Regions from separate parts of the Mus musculus genome. Here region 1 is linked to region 2. The links are chromatin contacts, called in public HiChIP or PLAC-seq maps. All regions are on one chromosome and are shown on one strand. The core of a region is the stretch at or near the end of the contact, and the rest is flanking DNA. Distances in the headings are between cores, read along the strand shown.

Region 1 (3,689 bases), core at 754-3,253, 420 kb after region 2:
GAACGTCGGCTTAATTTTCCTTACATATAATAGTGACCTTTAGCTCCATATTGAAAAAGTTACCTATTATAGACTGGTAAATTAAATGAGAAGTTCCTTTAATGCAAAATAAACCAGATGGCTAAGCTAAGTTAAATGGCCTTTGAGCTTGTAAGATCCTTGGTAGAAAAATATTCTTTCTTCTTGAATAGGGAGAGGTCTTCTAGTTAAGCCTTCATAAAATAAGTGACGGGACATAAAAGCAGGTGAAGGCAATCATTCAGTGTGAGACGGCGAGGTCTTGTCCTTGGCTACTGCTGTGTGTGTGTGTGTGTGTGTGTGTGTGTGAGTGTGTGTGTGTGTGTGTGTGAGAGAGAGTGTGTGTGTGTGAGTGTGTGTGTGTGAGTGTGTGTGTGTGAGTGTGTGTGTGTGAGTGTGTGTGTGTGTGAGTATGTGTGTGTGGGTGGGTGTGTGGGTGTTCACTTTGTGCTCTTAGGCTGAGTTTTGAAACTATTGTTTTAATGCTCTCTTAATTCTAAAAATACAGCGCTTTTAATTTTTCTGGCAAAGCATATTGTTGCTGTAATTATTTATATCGGTTTTTGTGTTGTTTTATGCAGTTGGAATTTTTTTTTTAGTAAGGCATATTTCCCAAGAGGGAGGATAGTTAAATCCCTGTCCTTCCTTCCTTCCTTCCTTCCTTCCTTCCTTCCTTCCTTCCTTCCTTCCTTCCTTCCTCTCTCTCTTTCTTTTATTTATTTATTGATTGATTGATAGATTTTGCTGTTTTTGTTTATTTTGGAGAGTCTACTTCCAGACTTGCGTTCCCAGACTGACTTGGGACTCTGTATTGTTAATTACTGAAAAGCCTAGCAAGATGACCAAGCAAAGCTCTCTTATTTTGTGGCAGAAAGTTCCAGAACATCCAGTCTGCTCATGCACTCTGATATCTGTAACCTAGGGAAGTTAAAACAGAGGACACAGCAGCTTATAGCGAGTGAAGATGGAGGGATGGACAGTTAGAGAATATTTATGCATACTGAATCATTGGATTTTTTTTCATGCAGGCGAACTTACATCAAATGTTCCAGAGGTTTAAAATCATATCTCATTGTCATCACCTTTGAACAGGATTGAGTACAACGTACAGTGCAACAGGACTCTGTGCACAGAGAATATTTGAACTCTGTACCCTATAGCCGTGCTCAGTAGGTGCTAACAGTGAGTCAAAATTCCCAAGCAAACAATGATTAGAAAAATAATAAAACAGGAATTTCAGCTGCCTTTATTTTTAAACACTGATAATAATTCTGTAAGCTAATGAAAAAAGTTTTTCGTCCAAATATCTAGATTTCTGCAAGTGGTCAGTTTTTTCAATTTAATTGTATTTCCAATTGACTTTGATCATGAGTACTACTAGTTCAACCAAATATTCTTTCTGTATTTTCCCAACTATTGCACCATACAGAAATATGGGTGGGAGTTGACCCTGAATTATTTTTCTTTCTGGATTATTGGGTGTTCTTTCTTCTTGACTCAGGAGGACCTCGGAAATCTGGACATCTTTTTTCTCCCTAAGGCGCATGCTCAGAGCATTCTAATAAGGCCAGGAATGGAGTTCGCAGTCCCCTTTTACCCAGGCTCACCTCGGCCCTTTTCAGTATGTAACCTTATTCTCCATGGGATTACTCGGATGAAAACCAATTAGGGAACAGCTCGCAATCTGAATGCATACAGAAGACTGCAGATTGAACACTGCCCATGCCAGCTCCTCAGAGCGTGCAGAATGCCCTGAATGGCATAAATATTAAAGAATTGCCAGGAGATGGACACACAAAAAATTGAGGAAAGATGCCGAATGCCAAATTAGACCTGATAAAACCTATAACTGAAAGGATAGGCTTCTCTCCGCCCACCTCCCACTCCCTGCCCATTTGTATTCTTTGGGGAGGTATACCACCGGCCTCCTGAAGTGTGTTCTCCCTTGCTAATCCTTCCACAATGGTCCACATGAGTTTCTGAGGGGTCCCTCATGCCCTTCATTCTATGACTGTCAATTTCTGTCTAATAAGCCAGTCTCCCTCCCTGCTTCCTCCAGAGGCCCCCATTCTCAAGCTGGGAGGGGACAGCTGGCTCAAAGGCCATGACAGCTCTAAGAATTACTGAATGGGCAAATCAGCAATGAGCCACCACGCTTTTCAGTGTGTGCTTATTGCAATAAATGTGGTGAAGGACAAGCAGGCAAGTGAGATTTATAAAGATCCTCCATGCCAGACTTTTAGAAAGAAGTTTGGCTACCTTAGAGTCCCAGACAAACTACAAGCAGAGGGACTGATGAATGTTGTAATTATTTGACAGAGGGGATGATTAGTATTCATGCTTTCCCCTCAGTAGTTAGAAGGAACAAATTGGGGGGGGGGGGGGACTTACTTCTCTCCACATCTCTCTCCATAGTCATTTCAATGTTTTTTTCTTTCCTTTCCCTTCTTTTCTCCTTCTGTCCTTCTTTCTCTTACTCCCTCCTTCCTTCATTTCCTTCTCTCCATCCCTCAATTGTGGAAAAGTTATTGCTAGTTTGCAAGTTTAAAATGTAAAATGTTAAGGTTAGTCCAAAACTACTGGGTTACATATTCAAACCTTTAAAAAAAATTGTATTTAAATTCCCTCTTGAGCCCGACTCTGGTAATTTCATCTATCCTCACTTCTTACTATTTGTCTCATGGAAAGCATCTTCCTTGGCTACCTCATGGAGCATGTAACCCAACTGTGTCCCTGCTAAAATCAACCCACAGCTCGTGGTGTTGGGAGCTACAGAGTGGAATGGATTTCTGTATAACCAATAAGAATCATTTGCTCAATTCTTTCCATTGGGCTTTGTGAGAAGGGCAGAGGCTCATCAAGTAGGGAGCAGAAGGAAGTGATGAAAACGCCCGTGAGTTAGGAAAAAGAGTAATCTATAGAATTTTCCCCTTGATATCTCGCCGTGTGTGTGTGTGTGTGTGTGTGTGTGTGTGTGTGTGTGTGTGTGTTTGCGTGTGTGTGTTCCCATTTCTGAAAAGTGAAGCTCCATGACTAATGGAAGCTTGAAAGACAACTCAGATACACAGGTATAAAATACACATCTCTTCCCTCTTCCTTACCTTCCTAAGTTCTCCTCAGCCCCTGATCTTCATAACCATCTTCCCATGGCCCTGCCAGAACTCTGTGCCCTCTATCTAGACTGCAGAGACCCTATAATAACTCTGTGAGGCCCTGGGTTATTCATGAAAGATCTATGGTGTTTATTTTATTTACAAATAGGAATAAAATCATTTCTATTATAGAAAGTGGCTTTAAGACCTTAAAAACCTGAGGAAGGGTCAAACAGGAACTGGATACCTAAATATCAACTCTGCTTCTTGTTTCTTATTTAAGCTTTTGGAGTAAGTGGAGACCAGTGAGAAGTTTAGTCAGTATATTAGTTCTGCATCTGGAAATGAAAAAAAAAAATTCATTTCTTCTCCTTAAACATGTAGCATTATCTCCTATACCTCCTTGCAAAATCAAATGGAAACTGTAAACGTCATCTAATACCTTTACTGAGGCATAGGTTGAACTAAATGTAAAAATACAAAATATGGCTCATGACATTGAACAGTTTGAATATTCAGCATTGAATGGAAAGATAAAGTAATATAGAGACAAATTATTATATGAGATATGTAAGTTCT
Region 2 (4,042 bases), core at 998-3,497:
GCAGACATAGTGCAGGAGGAGCTGAGAGTTCTACATCTTCCTCTGAAGACTGCTAACAGAATACTGACTTCTAGGCAGCTAGAACTAGAGTATTAAAGCTCACACCCACAGTGACACCCCTACTCCAACAAGGCCACACCCACTCCAACAAGGCCACACCTCCAAATAGTGCCACTCCTGAAGCCAAGCATATACAAACTATCACAGCAAGCACGTGGGTTTTTTTTAGGTAGATGGTTGCACACGAATACTTAAAACAGACATGCAAAATCATCACCAGTGGTCCCACGAAGAAAAGTCCATCAATGTTATAAAACAACAAAAAAAGTGTGTAATCTCTCTCTTTCTCTCTCCTCTGTCCGTGTCTGTGTCTCTCTCTCCTTTCTGGCAAGAGGCAGAATGTGAAACTTCATTACAACCTGGGGAGGTTTCTGTCCTTCTTTTTCATTTTTTTCCTCCTTTTTCTGTCACTGCCTTGTTCAAAAGCCTTGTCGGTCATGGCTCTTCAGTCTACACGAGAGGGTGTGCCCTCCTTCATGGCGATGCCCCAGCATAGTCCAAGCATCCAGAGAACTGTTTGCTCTTTAATTACCCTCCATCCACATCTCCTACTTTCTCTAGACAAGCACACACATATGTGCAACATTCACTCCCACTGGCTCCAAACACACAGGAAAAACAAGCGAACTCCTTCTGCATTAAGGGAAGGTGGGCTGGTTTGGGATGGAGGTAGCAGATAGAGACACGCTTGGGCTGACATCACGTTACCATCCCTATTGCACTGGTGGTAAAAAGAAGAGTCAGAGTATTTAGCTCTAGAGTGTATAAGGCTGACCGTGATTTGATTTTGCTCATTTACATTCCTGGAGAAGAACAGTACCATGTGTGTCTATAATTATTGGAAACACTCGTGTTTCATATCCTCACTCTCCACTGTGGAAGAGGAAGAGAGCTGCCAGGCTGAGCTCATTCACTCCTTTGTCTAAATTATTAACGTCTGGCCCCCGTGGTCCGTAGACGGTATCAGGTTTTCTTTTGCAGCTGGAACTCGATATCTCCAGTTCTCCTCAGGTCAATAATGATCTCCATAACCATCATGGCCTCTTGTCACTCACACGACCAAATTTTATGGGGTTGATACAGACCGAATTAGAAGGAGCTTCCATGGATCAAGGGCAAGAACTGAGGTCTCCAGTAAAAACAGGTTGTCAAGTTCCTGTGTGCTGTTAGAATTCTCTCTCTCTTCTCTCTCTCTGTCTCTCTCCCTCTCTTCCTCTCTCCCTCTGTCTCTCCCTCCCTCCTTCCTTTCCTTCCTTCTTTCTCCCTTTGTCTCTTCCTTTCTGTGCTGGAGATCAAACAAGCCCTACAGCCAAAGTGCTCTACTTCGGAGTCACATCTCAAACCTAACCATCCTTCCATCTTTACTCCTCCCAGAAACTCATTGTGCAGAAGGCAGCCATGTTTTCCTCTGAGGATGAGTCATTCACCTTTTGAAATTAGGATACTAGGAGATAGGTACCACATATGATTTAAAAGCTATTAACTGCATGAGTATGACATGAGAGTCTTTGATCCTATCTGGAACAGATTTCCCTCCATTGTGCTGCAAGCATCAAAGGGCTTAACTTTCCCCTTTCCTATAAGGCAGGTGTCCTAGCCTTAAAAAACAATCTTAACAGCCCTGATTGATTGCAATCAGGAATGCTGCTTGTTTTAACCTTATTCTGGAGGTCTCAAGGAAAAACATCTGATGATAAACACAGTGTCAACTTTGCCATTTTCTGTCACTAATTTGCAGGGAAAGGAGATTAAAAATAAACTAGAAAAAAAAAAAGGAGCCCTATCAGATAAAGCGTGGAAATCCTGAGTATTTTGGAAAACTATAAAGCAATTCCAAATGTGCTTTCCTGGGAATGGACTGGCTAATGGGCTTTAAGTGTTTATTTAAGAAATGCCATAAATATACGGACTTAAGTCACCAAAAAGAGAGAGAATTTCTACCCAGGCTGTCCTAATGAGCGAAAGTTAATTCATACCAACTTTCACATACGCCTTTGTGGGCAGTTGGCCAGGCCCAGAACATTATCTGTTTGACTCACTGGGTCCCTGCCGCTAATGGAATCTAGCTCCTTGTTTGCTGTTGCCATGGAGACGTGATATTCTCAGGCATGTCATGTTCACAGATCAGTAGCAGCAGCAGGCTTGCAGACACACAGCAGCTCTCAGCCTTTGACCATGCTCAGGAATTCACTCTGCAGCCAGCTGCCAGGAAGGAAGTGGACTCTGGAAAGGGACCCTGCCTTCTCCCTTTGTCCTTGTGGGGCCATTGTCATTAAAATAACCTCGAGTCTCCATGAATTCAGTCATTCACAAACACTGTCAAAGGTACAAGAGTTCAAGAGAATCCCGAGGGTCAAAAGGAGGACTAGTTCTAAATCTGTGCTCATTGAACCTGGAAATGACATCCTCTGCCTTTAGATATAATCTTATTCTTACCATAGCAAATCAAATCGTGCTGACTGGCACCAACGTCCAGGCGATTCAGCACCATGAAAGGTTACTGGGAGCAAAGGGGTCATATCCTTTGTGGCACCACTCTGAGAAAGAGACACAGACATGTGTGGGAATATTCTACAAAGAATGGATTCCTCCCACAGTGAAAAGCAAGCCCTGCCAGCCCTCTATAAAGGAAGAGGGCATTCCACGCTAGGCTTATTTTCATGTTTCCAGCCAAAGTTACAAGTACTGAGTTTCCGAGTTCTAAAACATTTGAAGGAAGTCACAGATATTGCGTGAGATTTCTAATTTGCAGATAAGAAGTGACAAGGAGTAAGACAACATGAATTTTCTGAAAAGTATTTTTTTTTGCCCTTTGGAAAGATGCTTCTATTAAATTATGCATAATTTTCACGAGGTGTGAAATTTGCTAGCAAATCGGGCAAATTTAAGAACATTTGTGTAAATGTTTGTCAGCATTGTCCAATGCGGGATTAGAGGTTAATTATAACAATCCAGCTTTGCTATGGTCAGGTTTCTTCCTCGCACTGGAGCTTCTGCTCCTGCCTGAGAATGTGAGAATTAGGAACACCAACAACGCACCGGGCCGAATGGGCAGGACATGAGAAGTTTATGAACATAGAGTCAGGTCAAAATTGGGATGCAAAACAAAGATTCTCGCTAAGAGGTCAGTCCACATGTGGCAGGATAGAGAAGAAGGCATGCACAAATGAGGGTTTTATCTTTTTCATGTGTCTGTTTGCTATGTAATCCAAAATTTTATCTTTCTGCTTCTTCCTCTTCCTCTTCCTCCTCTTCTCTCTCTCTTTCACTGTCTGTCTGTCTGTCTCTCCTTTGGTTTGTCTCTTTCTGTCTCTCTGTCTGTCTCTGTGTGTGACTGTATTTCTCTCTGTTTACCTCTCTGTCTCTGTCTCTCTCTCTGTCTCTGTCTCTGTCCCTCCCTCCCTCCCTTCCTCCCTCCCTCCCTTCCTCCCTCCCTCCCTCCCTCATTTTACCTTTCCCTTGCTGAATGGTGGGAGAGTTTATGAGGAAGGCTTCACTCTATCCAAGACATTTTCAGTCACCTGTGACTGAAGGAACATTGTGGATACATGGAAATTACAAGAGCCAAGTGGCAGTAAACTGAATGTGATGAATGTCAATCTTGCCTGACAAGGTTCACTCCATTAAAAAGGGTCTGGTAGTAGTAGAACAATAAATATGATCATTATTTGTGTAGTGGCTATTTATGGTTGTCAACTAGTCTATATCTGGAATGAACCACAATCCAGAATTGGAAGGCTCACCTGTGATCCAGACCTTGAGGCTGGGAGATACAAGTTTCTGACCTGGACCTTGGCATGGAGATCTTGAGGCATAGTGGCTATGAATCGCAGGAGACTAAGGCAAGGAGATCTCTGAGTTCAAGTTTATGTGGGACAAAGCAAGTCCCAGATCCAGGCATGGTGGTGCACACTGTTAATCTGAGCCACACTTTCTGCTGGAGACCTACATAAGGATATTGGAAGAAGAAAGACCATCTCTT

The links. HiChIP or PLAC-seq counts read pairs in DNA pulled down with a chosen protein or histone mark.
Region 1: an H3K4me3 HiChIP or PLAC-seq map of embryonic midbrain shows a contact between it and region 2, with 6 times the contacts expected there. The contact joins two enhancer-like sites. A contact is called at or near these places in 2 of 115 datasets of contacts at active chromatin or transcription factors (differentiating embryonic stem cells and embryonic midbrain) and 1 of 9 other capture datasets (embryonic tail).

What each region holds. Positions count from the first base shown.
Region 1 is chr1:41,812,503-41,816,191 of GRCm38.p6, forward strand. The region is part of intron 1 of Gm29260 (a long non-coding RNA gene); the gene reads left to right. Among named protein-coding and RNA genes, the nearest start is that of Gm29260, 71 kb to the left of the region's middle. Within about 2 kb of position 2,004, at least 14 of the 459 cell types and tissues checked have an H3K27ac peak or open chromatin away from gene starts, as enhancers often do.
Region 2 is chr1:41,388,139-41,392,180 of GRCm38.p6, forward strand. No RefSeq gene overlaps it. Among named protein-coding and RNA genes, the nearest start is that of Gm39631, 140 kb to the right of the region's middle. Within about 2 kb of position 2,248, at least 108 of the 459 cell types and tissues checked have an H3K27ac peak or open chromatin away from gene starts, as enhancers often do.